Regions from separate parts of the Sus scrofa genome. Here regions 1 and 3 are each linked to region 2. Evidence: chromatin contacts called from public Hi-C and HiChIP or PLAC-seq data. All regions are on one chromosome and are shown on one strand. The core of a region is the stretch at or near the end of the contact, and the rest is flanking DNA. Distances in the headings are between cores, read along the strand shown.

Region 1 (4,820 bases), core at 1,028-3,527, 210 kb after region 2:
AAAATGAATACTATGAAAACATTTTTTTTTCATATAAAATGATCAGACAGCCAGATATTCAGCTAAAGATGCTAGATCTGGATCCTTCCTCAGGGAACTCTGAGTTCACCTGCCTTTCACAAAATCCGAATCTTTCCCAAGGAAGAGGAACGGAGAAAGTCAGCTTCTTTTTCCGAGAGCATTTTCTTACTCTTTCACTGGTTTCAGCTGTTAGCAGCAGCTGGCTCCCTCAGCGTGCTGAAATGCCCGCTGCTTCGTCAACATTCTCTCTAATACCGTGCATTACTCATAGTTTGAAAATCACTTTGACTCTTAAAACATAATTATGTTAATGTCAGATGAGTCAGCAGGGGGACAGCAAGCGGCTCTTATGGCAGCCACGCCTCCTGCCAGCCTCTCAGCTCCTGGGGCTTCAAAAATAAAAACAAAAAAAATTTTTTTTTGGCAAAAAAGAGAAAACCCCTTTTGATGGGAGAGAAGAGAAATTACGCTTATGGCTCAAAGAACTGCTTCAAAGGAGTGGTCGGTCGATTTCATTTTCGCTGTAACATGAAAGAGAGACTGGAAGTAAAATCGCTAACCCTAGGTTAATCCGTTTACGTAAAGAATAAACAGGAATTTGGAGAGTTTCTCTAGCAGATCTGTGATTTTCCCGCAGAGATGAGTCGAGACAGGTCACTCTGGTGAGCATACAGCCGTGATGTGATTTCCAGGGCTCCCCTCGGAGCTGTTTTTACACCCCTAGGAGGTGATGCGGGGCAGCCCAGAAGGTGCTCAGTTCAGGGCTATTACCCCCGGGCAGGGTAGGAAATGAGAGGCTGCTGGTTTGCGCGGGGATTCCGAGCCCTGGTCGGGCTCCCCTCGGCCTCTTTGCTTTGGCGCCGTGCGCACTCGGGCAGCGCGACCCCCTTAGACAAGAGTTTGCAGCCACCCTCTTGGGCTGTTCTCAGCATCGCTTACAACCTCTCAATAGTTTCCCCTCCCTGGGCTGCTGCTGGGAAATGAAGAGGAACCGAGGAGGACTGGGTCGGAGGTTTTCTCGGCCTGGACGACCGTACCCCCACCGCCCCCCGCTCCTAGCCCTGGTTTCACCCCACCTGCCGCTAACCCCCACCGTCTTCTCCTCAGCCTGCCTTCCCCCACCTTCCCCCTCGGAACTCAGGAAATCACTTCATTGCATTTATATGGTGCCTATGAAAAGGCTCATTATCTCATCCGTATTTTGTAAGTTTTATAAAGGCTCATTATCTCACCCTGATTTTATAAGTGAGGAAACTGAGGTTCAGAGACAGCGTGTCCTTGTGGAAGGTCGCAAAGTAACGTGGCAGAAGCACGCACTCAGACCGCGGGCTCCCTTTCTCGTCTGCCAACAACAGACCAGGGATCCACGCTTAGAAGACTGGAGAGGGCAAGCTAGGGTTAAAGGACCCCGAGAACGAACGCAGTTTTACAGACAAGGCAAGCGATCAAAATCTGCAGAGAGGTGGTGACCTGCTCAAGGTCAGCAGGCTCAAAAAGTGGCAGAACCAGCTGCCACACAGGGTCTCCCGAGCCCGGGGTCCAGGGCTTTTTCTCTCTAGCCTCTTCATTTCCTCACTCTGGAGCTATTCCAGGTTAGACACAGGAAGAGTCCGCTTTCCCCAGTTCACCTAGGCATCTGCACGGCTGAAACAAAGCATTCTGTTCCCAAAGCACAAGGCCCCATGGGAGGCAGAGATGTCAAGGAGGAGAACTCACTGGCAGGAAGGGGTTAACCACATCCAGTGGTTTTCCATTATGATATGACTGATCAATATGCCAAATTAGCTAAGGCACTGATGGGTGTTATCCCCAAACCATGGCTTCATCTAGGACATTTCAAAGGCTGAGAAAACATCATTGCCTCAGTGGAGTGATTTGGCCTGTTCTGTAACCTGGGAGGGTAAAATGCCTAATCCAACCTAGAGAGTCTGTAGCACCCTACCTCCAGGCCTTTTCAATCCCCTTCCCTGAGACCACTTCTTTGGGTGCCATGCAGATGTCATGTAGCTGAGGCATGGGACACACTTTCTCACCCTTCTACAAGGCGGCGTTGACCCCGGCCATGGTGGGTATCCTTCCAGCTGGAGACTTCCTGACCGAACACCTTTCTCCCATGGCATTTCCCCTGCTGGGTCCCAAAGACAAAGAAAATTCAAGACTCACATTTTAGGGGTGAGGTGCCAAAAATCCTTAGGAAGCTGTGGAACACCCTTATTTAGAGGAGGATTCCTCCTCTTTTCTGGTCTCCACGTCCCGTACCATCCAATTTATCCTTGAGGCATGGTTGGTCAACAAAAGCTGATCCCGCCTCTGCCCCCCAAAGCAAATAACAGCTGTTACTATATTGAGTAGCAATATGATGTCATATCATAGGTGACTAACTCATAGAGGCTGTCCTGCGAGCCATCGTCTAAATATGACAGCCTGCCATCATCCTGACCTTTTCACGTGAGAAAGCTGAGTGAGGGGCTTGATACTGCCTTCCAGGGTCAAGTTCATATCTGGCATTCTGTGGCCACCATCTGGGACAGAGCATGTGAGGACACTCATGCCCCCTGCCACACACAGATCCCCTTCCTAGTAGAAGGTCACTGTCATTCAAGACAGCTTTTTCCTCCACTGGCCTGACTCTGGAATGAGTAGCCATTAGAAGAGTTAATCATCACACTGATAAAGGGAGGAATTGGGGAAAGGGTTTTTATATTTACTTGTATATCCCAGGTACTGGGTTAGACACTTTACATATAGTTTGCTTGTTTTTGTTTTGTTTTGTTTTTGTTTTCTTTTTTAGGGCCGCACCCACAGGACATGAAAGTTCCCAGGCTAGGAGTTAAATCGGAGCTGTAGCCGCCAGCCTACACCCGCAGGATCCGAGCTGCATCTGCAGCCTACACCGCAGGTCATGGCAATGCCAGATCTCTGACCCACTGAGCAAAGCCAGGGCTCGATCCCGCATCCTCATGGATAATAGTTGGATTCGTTTCTGCTGCACCACAATGGGAACTCCACATATAGTTTTTCATTTAATTTTCAAAATGCTCTGAGGAAGGCAATACAGTCCTGCAGAGTTAGAGAAACTGAGGTCAGAGGCGTTAAGTAATTTTCCCAGAGTTACAGAGCTGGTCATGGTGGGGCTTGGACTCCAGCCCAAGACTCTGTGGCTCCAATGTGGACGGAACTTTACATACAGAAGGGTGTTATTGCACCCGGATTTTTAAAATACGGACTGTATTTTGTAGAGCAGTTACAGATTTATAGCAGAATTTAGCAGAAGGTACAAAGAGTTCCATATACCCCTTACCCGCCCCACCCACACGCTCCTCAGCTGGACCAGAGTGGTACATTTGTTACAGTTGATGAACCGACACAGACACGTCACAATCCCCAAAGTCCATAGTTTACATCATGGTTGGACCTTGGTATTGTACATCCTGTGGGTTTGGGCAAATGTATAAAGACATGTATCTACCACTGTGTATCATACAGAGGAGTTCACTGCCCTGAAGATTCTCTGTGCTCCCCTATTCAGCCCTCCCTCCCCTCTAACCCTTGTTAAGCACTCACAACTTTACTGTCTTCATAGCTTTGCCTTTTCCGGAATGTCATGTAGTTGGAATCATAGGCATGCAGCTTTTCCAGTTGGCTCCTTTGACTTAGTGAAACACATTCAGTGTTTCTCCATGTCTTTTCATGGTTTTATTTATTATTTATTTTTTCTTTTTACAGCCACACCTGTGGCATACGGAAGTTCCTGGGCCGGGGGTCGAATGAGAGCTGCAGCTGGGACCTATACCACAGTCTGTGGCAACGCTGGATCCTTAACCCATTGAGCAAGGCCAGGGATCGAACCCACATCCTCTCGGAGGAATGTCAGGTGCTTAACCCACTGAGCCACAGTGAGAACTCCACTATTTATTTATTTTTGATACTGAATATAGTCTGTTGTCTGGATGTAGCACAATTTATTTGTGTAGTCACATGCTGAATCACCTAGCTTTTAAAACTTCATTCTCCTGCAGTTCATGGTAAAAGCTGAGATAGCCACAGGGTCTGATCCTTCTCTTTTGGATCTCATACCTGCCTATTTGCTCCTGCCACCCCTGCCACCCATCCAGCACCTGTCAGAGGGCATCCTTTTGGCATTCCTTGTTTATGCATCATGTCAGCAGCCTGGGAACCAGGTCTTCCCTTAGTATGAGCTCTAGGGTGATGAGGAGAGCTTACACAGGCACATCTGCCATAAAATCGGGACAGTCCTTTTTCCCTCCATGCCAGCTGTACTCTCACGTTGCCCTCCAGCCTCTAATGCAGTGATTCCTAATGTGTCTCACCAGTTACCACACAGGTTTTCGTTTCCTTTTTAAAAGTCCAAGTATCCAACCACACAGAAGAATTTACTGAGCACCTACTCTATGCTGGTCCTAGGCGGTAACTCTTTAGAGAATATTGAGTGGGTATCTGTAAGTTTGCATGCAGAGTGACACCCATCCCAGCACCCCACTCCATTAATCAATACTGTCTGATGGGTGTGTATGTGTGTGTGTGCATGTGAATATGGCGATAAAAACAACCACAGTGACTAAAAATAAATCTGTGAGACCATCTGAATTAGTCTCATCAGATTATGTTTGTTACATATAACATTATAATGATACAATTATTATTACTGTTATAAAAACACTTACATAGCACTTTCTGTGTTTTGATGCTTTCACATAAATGGTAAACCTACTTATGGCCTGAAAAGGCTGTCCAGGCTGAAATATAAATAGATTAAGGAAAGTTTCAAATAAATTCCT
Region 2 (4,415 bases), core at 961-3,460:
ACATGGTAAATACTTAATAAATGTTGCTTATTATTAACTTATTTTTGAAGCAACATCAACACAGTATATCTAAATTTCAAGGTGTTTTAGATCAAAATTAGTAGGAAAAAAAAAAGGCAGTTATAGATATTGGCTTACTTTCTTGGCTTTCTCCAACACATCATCCAGATCCTAAAATAAGCATAAGTAATCACAGTCATTTTAGATGAATAAGTAACTCTTCTTTGGCTGTGTATATCAGTGGAGCTGAGGCACCATAAAGATTGACAATGATGGCAAGGAAGAGGGTGATGGAATATGAAGAGCCTACGCTGACCCATATTCCATTTACTCTCTCAGTAAAATCTGACTTCTGTTCCCATTCCACCAAAAGAGAAACTGTTATTGTCAAATAAAACGACTTTTCTCTGTCTTCCTACCCTATCCCTCAGCAGCATTAGAAACTCCTCACTTGTCCTTTCCTTCCTTCTTGTCCTTTCCTTCCTTCTTGAAATATTTTCCACTCTTGGCTTCTAGAATTACTCCTCTCCAGCTGGCTGCTACTCTTCAGTCTCCTTGACTGGCTCTCTCTCCTCTAAATTCAGGACTCTATGCTTCTCTCTCTGTACTCACCAGAAGTGCTCTCATTACAATGCTCATTATGCTAATGAGTCCCCAGTTTTTATCTCCAGTCTATCATTTTCTCCTGAACCCAAGATTCAGTTTAAAATGACTCTATGACATCTTCATTGGGATGGATATTAGGCTTCAGCAAGTACTAAATCTAACTATTTTCCCTCCCCCCAAAAAACTATTCTTTCTTCAAACCTCAGTTTTCCCCATCTCAGTAAACAGCCCCACCATCTCTCTTCAGTATCCTCAAGTTCTCCTTTCCCCTCCCTCTCCACATCCAATTCCTCTCAGCACGTAGGAAAGATTCTACCTTTAAAGTATACCTTGAATCCATCTCATCTGCTTTTCTCAACTTCCCCTGGAACCACCATCATCTTTTGTCTAAATACTGCAAAAGCCTCCAAACTGGTCTTCCACCTTCCACTCTTGCTCTCCTTTATCTATTTGCCACACATCAGAAAAGCAGTTTTTTTGTTTGTTTTGTTTTTGTTTTTTGGCCGCACCCCCAGCATATGGAAGTTCCCCGGCCAGGGATGGAACCCAGGCTGCCGTCGCGGATTGTGCCTCCAGCTGCGACACACGAGACCTTTCAGCAAAGTGGTTTTTCAAACGGTATCAGGTCTCGTTACTCTCTTTAAAAAACAAACCAATAAACGACTCCCTTTACTGGATCCCTATTGCGCTTCTAATGAAATTCGAACTCCTACCTCACCTATCCCCTGCAAACCTCTTCAGTCTTGTTTTATGCTCGCTTCTCTCTGTCTAGCTCATCAGGCCCCACCCAGTCTTTCAGTAGCTTGACTGCGCCAAATTCTGTCCAGTCTAGAAACCTGCAACCTGCCTGCTTTCCTCACCACCATGCACACACCGCTTAGTCTTTCCAGCCCCAACGTCACTGTCCCCTCTTGAGAAGCTTTCCCCCTAAAAGCGACTCTGATCTTTTTCTCGTTTCTCAGCCTCTTGTTTCCAAAGTGGCGGGTAAAACACTTTGAAATTACGTATGTGTGTGTGTTGGTTTTTGTTTGCTCCTTTTGCCACTAGAACTGGAGCACATAGGGTATCGCAGCGAGCATGCGTCCTGTGGAAACTGGGTTCTCGGCCAGGAGCTGAGAGGTTAAACAGCTGGGCAAAGGCTGGGTAGGTAGGAAGGACTCCAGTGGCCCGAAACAGCAAATCGGTGCCAAGAAGAGATTATGGCTTTTTAGGGTAAGAAAGAAAAATCGGTGTGACTGAGATTAAATACAGAGTTAAGGAGCAAATCGCATGGGACCATAGATAGGGGCCTGGAAAGACTGGGGGATAACCCGAAGAGAAAGAACGGGGTCCTCCCCGCTCCCAAGGGCCAAACCTCGCCCTCACATACGTGGTCAAAATCCGGGGCGGAGAGGTGACAGTGACAGTCCACCAGCCCTACGCCCACCGACCCCATCACCGCAGCCAAGGACTCCCTCGACTCGCCCGCGGGGCCTCAGCCGGAACGCTGCTGCCCGGGCGGAACGAGTTTCCGGCCGGACGCGTGCTCCTTCCTCCCTGGAAACCCGCACTTCCGCCCTCAGAGTTCCCGCCCATAGTTCAAGCTGGAAACATGGAGAGGGCTCCTTCTCCTCTGCGGGACGTGGAGAGAGTGGCCAGGACCGACGAGAGGACGTTGGTCCCTGCCGCTTCCCGAAAAGACTTCCGGGTGCGCTGCACCTCGAAGCGGGCGGTGATGGAAATGCTAGAACTGTGCGGCAGCTTCGTGCAAAAACTCGGGGACGCGCTGCCAGAGGAGATTCGCGAGCCCGTGCTGCGAGATGCGCAGTGGGTACGGGCCTCTTAGCCGTCTCTTGTCTTATCACTCCGTTTTTCCACACCCCAGGCAGAAACGGTCAGGCCGAGTTAACGGTGCCCCACCTTTGGATAGAAGCACCAGGAGAAACGCGGGGGAGCGAAACAGATGCTGAGAGGCCGCTGAGTATTGTTAGTTACTTGTTAGTTACTTGGGCTAGTGCTGTCCCGCAGAAAAATACAAGGCGAGCCACGTATGTAATTTGAAATTAAAAGAAAGAAAAAAATAGGTGAAATTAATTTTAATAATATTTATTTAACCTAATATATCCAAGATAGACTTTTAACTTGTAATAGTTAAAAAATGAACAAGATATTTTACATTCTTTTGTTCATACGAAGCTTTTCAAATCTGGGATCTTAACAGCTCATCTCCTTCCTGACTAGCCATATTTTAAGGCCTCAACAGACAGGCAGTGTTTAGTTGCTTCGCTATTGGAGTGCAGACAGAGACTGAGAAATTCTCCAGGGAAGGGTAATTCTGAAAGTCAGTCAATCACCAGCTTTTGGTCTTTCCTTTTGCTTGTTTTAGAACATCTTGAAAAGAGAGTGAAAATAATTTCCCTGTAAGTCTAAAGTAGATAAGGAAGCTGTCTTGATTATAAACTTCACCAAGATCACACACTGGCCCTTATAATACATTTCTCCTTCCTTTCTCAAATATTCTGCAAAGCCCTGAAAAAAGTGTTTTGGGGAAAGACAACAAATTGGGGGATTGCTGCTTGTTGAAAGGAAGCACACAGTCTACTTTTATGCAGGAAAAAAAAGTTAAAATGCTTATAATGTAGTACCTTTTTGTGTGTAAATGACCATAATGCAAACAAAATTAAGGTTCAGTGGAAGAAGGACGGAACACTCCCTGGATTATGATTCTCTAACCCAGTATTGTATACAGTGGCTGTTGTATCTTTCCCTCTTTGCAAGTAAGGGAAGAAAAGAGACTTATCTGAGGACGTTTTTAGTAGTTTTTTGGGAGAAGACTGTTTTGTTGTGTAATGATCTTAGAATTTACCCCTTTCTAGGAAGTGCTAAGGTACTTAGAAAATATGATTAATTACCTTTCAGAAAAAGAGGAACTTGGCTTAACCTTTTATACCTTTAATGGATGATAAAGTGAATTAGAAGATAAAAAGTGTGGAGACAAACTGCCAAGGGAGTTCACTTGCGTTTTATTTTAATCGAGAGCAGATGAAAGTGGAGGTTTTAATTATGTAGACATATTTCTCTAAAACCACATGGTATAGTAACACATTCTTAAATAATATTGATACAATTGTGCAATGAATATTACAAAGATAATTTATATCCTTGGGTAATTCTTCAAAGCCTATATATCAAGTAAAGATTTTATTTTAAAGTTTTAAAAGTGTAGAATATGTACTTATAATTAGCAGTTATTTGATTTAAGCTTATTTTTAATTATATTTAATGTACAAAATATATTGTCATTATGAAAAAATAGCATAAAGCAAAAGTCTTTGAATTTCTATCCCCTATCCCTCTTGCATCCTGGAAGTAACTTACTGTTTTGGAGGGCATAGTCCTTGTGTTTTTTGGCTTTACATCTGTCTCTCTCTCTCTTTTTTTTTAAATTTTTTGTTCGTTAGTTTTTTACATTAATGGTGTGATGTTGTATTGTTAGCAGCCTGTTTTATTTTTAAATCAAATATTTATTTGACTATTATGTGACAGTGTTATGGTAGAGATATATTTTATTCTTTTAAGTATTGTATGATATGGATATATTGTTATGTTTATTCTCCTAATCTTGAATTTAGAGTGTTCCCTCTGCCTCAGTATTCCATAATTTCAAACAGCGCTGAAATAAATATTCTAAGCTTATCCTTTTTATATTTTTATGAGAATAACCCTTTAGCATACACTGATAGAAGTGAAATTGTTAGGTTATATGGAATATGCAATTAAAATTTTGATGGTACCACCGAATTCCTTTAGTTCTTTATTTTTTTAAATTT
Region 3 (4,244 bases), core at 625-3,124, 140 kb before region 2:
CCTAGTGCACTTGAATTTGGAGCTCTTTGGCCTCCTTTTTCTAAAACTTTCCTCATCCTTTCTATCAGTTCCCCATGCCTTCCAGGTGCTGAGAAATCACCGTTATAAATAGCTTTTTCTTATGAGGCACTGACTCTGTGCCAACCATTATTCTAAGCAGTTTATGTGGATGAATTAATTCTCACTAAACTTTATGGGGGTGATAATGTTACTATCCACTTTGCAGAGGAAGAAGAGGAGGCACTGAAAGTTAGGTAACTTGCTCAAAGCCAAGTCACGTGATTAGCAAGTAGTGGAAAACAGAGTTCTTCCCCAGAATTTAGAGCCATGCCCTTGACTGCCCCCCGTCCTCCTGCTTCCCGCACAAAGCATCTTCCCAGGCATCTGAGGATGACACCAGGCCACTCCTGCCTCTGCACCGTGGCTCATGGAACACCTCCCCCATGTCTTGTCACCTCGTCAAGGTCCAACCCGGATGCCACTTCTCCCATAAAGTATTTCTTTTTTTTTTTTTTTTTTTTTTTTTTGCTATCTTGGGCCGCTCCCGCGGCATATGGAGGTTCCCAGGCTAGGGGTAGAATCGGAGCTGTAGCCACCAGCCTACGCCAGAGCCACAGCAACGCAGGATCCGAGCCGCGTCTGCAACCTACACCACAGCTCACGGCAACGCCGGATTGTTAACCCACTGAGCAAGGTCAGGGACCGAACCCGCAACCTCATGGTTCCTAGTTGGATTCGTTAACCACTGCGCCACGACGGGAACTTCCCATAAAGTATTTCTGACCTCCCTTACAACACGCTTTTCCTCGCTCCATCCGTAGCTCTGGTATTTCCTTTTGTGCATCTGTTAACCCCATGGGTTCCTACTCATGCCAGCCTCAGAGACTGCAAACAACTTGAGAGCAGGGATCAAATAATTCGTCTTTGAATCCAGTGCTGAATATCCCATACCACTCAATAAACTTTAGTTCTTACTAACATGTAAATGGCTAATAGGGCTTCATCATGTTCCCTTTTTTTATCATGGATTATTTTTACTGAACAAAAGCAAAAGTTCTAAGCCAGGAATTCAAGCCACCATGACAACATTCTAAGAATGAACAAGTGGGAAGTTTTTTTTTTTTTTTTTTTTCTTTATAGGAGAGGCTTTACCTTATCTCAAAAAGCCACTCAGGGGAACCTGCCTACTTGTCCAGCTGAATGTAGGTCTGCAACATCAGACAGCTTGGGGGCTTCCAAGGGAGAGGGACGACTAGGTTGTCTCCTTCCCTATCTGTCCTCACCCCTCCCACCTACCCTGAGGGACCCAAAACCCAGGGGAGAAAAAATCCTGGCAGAAAATGAGTTAAACTGTAATTCCCAGTGAACTGCCTAGAAGGTGAAACCTTCTTCTTCCACAGCAACACCAGCTGCAGTTTCCTGGCCTGGCAAAGGGCAGAAGTGGGTTATCACAGCATGCCACCTGCCTGTGGGCCCAGCCAGAAATACTGTTCGGTGCTTGCCAGCTCATGTCAGGGCTGCAGCTGGGGGAGCTTTTGCATGTGGAGGGGCCTCTCCCAAGTGCTGCCCTGGCTATAATTAGACTATTGCAAGGGGGGTTATTTTTAAGAAACACAAGCACCAGGATGATGATTCAGCCGGGTCTGCACTTGCCCAGAACCTCACATCAGCTCCGGGGTTATTATTTTAAACTGAACAATATATTTCTCCAAATCCCTCCCCAGTCCAAACAAGGACAAGAAATCAAAGGAGTCTCCTTCTGAAGGGCTCTTGGCTACCTTCCGTTTTAGGGAAGGCGGGGTAGGGACTTGGGGTTTCCTTTGATGCACTTTGTGGAAGGAAGGGGGGCCACTTCTCTCTGCACGCAAAGGGATGCTCCCAGCCTCATCTGTTGTCACGTCAGCACATCCAGGGTGACACATCCAGGGTGAACTAGGGTGACCGCCTGGAGCCCTGGTCCCAAGTCTACCCGCAGCCCCACCCTCAGGCCTGCATCCCCGGAGTCAGCTGCTGCGGAGCTGTGCAGAGGGTGACGGTTCCACAGAGAAGCTGTGCCGTGGGGCAAGCTCCTGTATTCAGCACAGACTGCTAGTGTTTGCTAACTGCTTCTTGATAGTTCAGGGAGAGTGAAGGCATGGAGTCTTTCACACACTCCAAGGCACAAAGAGCTCAGCCGGATTGGATGTTGGTGCCTGTGAAGCCACAAGAAGTGTCAGAAGCAGAAAAGGATGGCAGCATGCTGAGGACAGAAGGGGGCCTGAACAGCCAAGCTGGTGTGTATCTGTGTGAGGCTGGGCCTCAGGAAAGAGGCAGGAAGTGGCAGGAAAGCCTACGGGGGCCCCCCTAAACCATCCAGCCCCCTTTCTGTCCCTCTGGCTAAGGGCTGTGTCTGGGGCATCTCCTCTCCTTGCGTCCCAACACCCCCAGCCCCGACCCCAAGCTGTCACTGGGCAGGATGGGTCAGAGGGCCTGAGCGGCACCTGGAGAGCAGGGCTCCTGACACCTGCTGCCTACATACTCACAGGAATTTTTTTTTTTTTTTTGGTCTTTTTTTTGCTATTTCTTTGGGCCGCTCCCGCGGTATATGGAGGTTCCCAGGCTAGGGGTCTAATTGGAGCTGTAGCCACCGGCCTACGCCAGAGCCACAGCAACGCAGGATCCGAGCCGCGTCTGCAACCTACACCACAGCTCACGGCAACGCCGGATCGTTAACCCACTGAGCAAGGGCAGGGACCGAACCCGCAACCTCATGGTTCCTAGTTGGATTCGTTAACCACTGCGCCACGACGAGAACTCCAACACAGGAATTTTTTAAGCAACGCTTTGTGCCAGGTAGCTCGCAGGTCTTGGAGTTACCAAGACAAACAGCCCAGTGGAGTTGGGGTTCTTCCGGGGAAAAAATCTACCTTCTGCTGGGTGTGCGAGAGACTTCGGGGACACAGCCCATCTCTGCCCCAGACAAAGCTGCCTGATGGGGACACACAAGCCAGCAGTCAGGCTACTCCTGCCTCTCACTTCCGTCTCCCTTGAGGTCACAGCCCTTCAGCGTAGCGGTGCATATGCCCAAGTTCACGGGCACTCACCCTCACACTCCACAGCTTACAGCCATGCCGTGTGGTCTCTGGAGTCCAGAAAGGGATTTACGGTAACGGTACAAAGGCAGCCTCTCGGTCCTCAGTGTTGAGGGTGCAGAGCAGGCCAGATCGGGGTGATGCTTCCCGGCACTCCCAAGTTAAGGCGGACCCCCCAGGATCCCGCTTGTCTAGTCTGGGAGAAGCCAGGTCAGGCCAGGCCCGGATTTAGGACTTAGGGCCTAAAGGGGTGGGCCTCAGGGGGAACCGTGGGATGGGGGGTGGTTCCTGCCCACCTGTCACCCTCACTCAAAGCCAGGCCCCCTTCACACTCACATTCCTTACTTCCCAGGGCGGCAGGCCCCACCGCTGGCAGCTGATGAGGCAGACAGCTGAAGTCGCAGTGTGGACAGACAGGCCTGAGCCTAGAGAGGTGTGGCTCCAGAGAGCGTCTCCTGCCCTCTGCCCTTTCCCTCAAGCCCTCCCCAGGCAGGAACCCTGGCCAGAGACAAAGAGCCAGGACGCCACTGAGATTCCCGGGCTCTGATCTCATCTCTCCTTTCGAGGGCAGAAAACTGCTCTCGAAACCCCAACCCTGGCTCATTGCCGACACTAGCCAGCCCTGGCGGCCCCTGGCTCACTCTGCCAGAGGCAATCTTTCCTGACGGCCCATCACCCCACCTTGGTTTCCTCAAGCATCCCCAGGAGCCCTGGACCATGGGCAATGCCCTGGGGAATGAAAGTGGCCCCGGGCCTCTGAGTTGGAAACTACCTTCTCTTGGAAACGCCACATCATCCCAGAGGCCCTGCTTCTCTCTCCGTAAACTTTCCAGTTTTCCCTCGCTCCTTGGGCTCCCTCTATATTCCACAGGAAGGAAATCTGCTCCTTTCCACCTTTGGGGAGAGTTTCTCATTTGGAATCTAAAGAGAATGACCTCTTGGGCCCCATTCAGAACCTCTTCAATGGGTTGAGACCATGGAACCAAACCCCTGCTCAATGACTTCATTTAGAAATGACTCGAAGGCTTTGCTAACCAGCTGCCTGGAGTCACCTTCCTGAGCCCGGTGACCGAATGGGGCAGGAATCCCCCGGTCTAGCTGTGGCCCGGCAGTGAAAGGAGGCCTCTCACTGGGCTGAGTAACCTCTGCAACGCTCAGGTCTCCAGCAGAGTG

What was found. Hi-C and Micro-C count contacts between places; a contact is called where the count stands out from the background. HiChIP or PLAC-seq counts read pairs in DNA pulled down with a chosen protein or histone mark.
Region 1: a contact with region 2 is called in an H3K27ac HiChIP or PLAC-seq map of alveolar macrophages. The contact joins the promoter of ATF3 here to the promoter of TATDN3 in region 2. A contact is called at or near these places in 1 of 47 Hi-C or Micro-C datasets (liver) and 2 of 2 datasets of contacts at active chromatin or transcription factors (alveolar macrophages and skeletal muscle).
Region 3: a Hi-C map of fetal skeletal muscle shows a contact between it and region 2, with 1.7 times the contacts expected there. The contact joins the enhancer-like site here to the promoter of TATDN3 in region 2. A contact is called at or near these places in 7 of 47 Hi-C or Micro-C datasets (embryonic fibroblasts, epiblast stem cells, fetal skeletal muscle and 3 more).

What each region holds. Positions count from the first base shown.
Region 1 is chr9:130,827,401-130,832,220 of Sscrofa11.1, forward strand. ATF3 (cyclic AMP-dependent transcription factor ATF-3) reads right to left here and starts at 2,278. Exons shown (of 4, transcript XM_021063853.1): 1 at 2,185-2,278.
Region 2 is chr9:130,620,174-130,624,588 of Sscrofa11.1, forward strand. TATDN3 (putative deoxyribonuclease TATDN3) reads right to left here and starts at 2,211. Exons shown (of 13, transcript XR_002336028.1): 1 at 2,071-2,211; 2 at 139-171. NSL1 (kinetochore-associated protein NSL1 homolog) reads left to right here. Exons shown (of 8, transcript XM_021063971.1): 2 at 1,569-1,590; 3 at 1,953-2,416.
Region 3 is chr9:130,478,032-130,482,275 of Sscrofa11.1, forward strand. All of the region lies in intron 7 of VASH2 (vasohibin-2), which reads right to left. Among named protein-coding and RNA genes, the nearest start is that of ANGEL2, 26 kb to the left of the region's middle. Within about 2 kb of position 1,875, at least 20 of the 83 cell types and tissues checked have an H3K27ac peak or open chromatin away from gene starts, as enhancers often do. A contact at or near this core is called in fetal skeletal muscle and skeletal muscle, where this site is marked.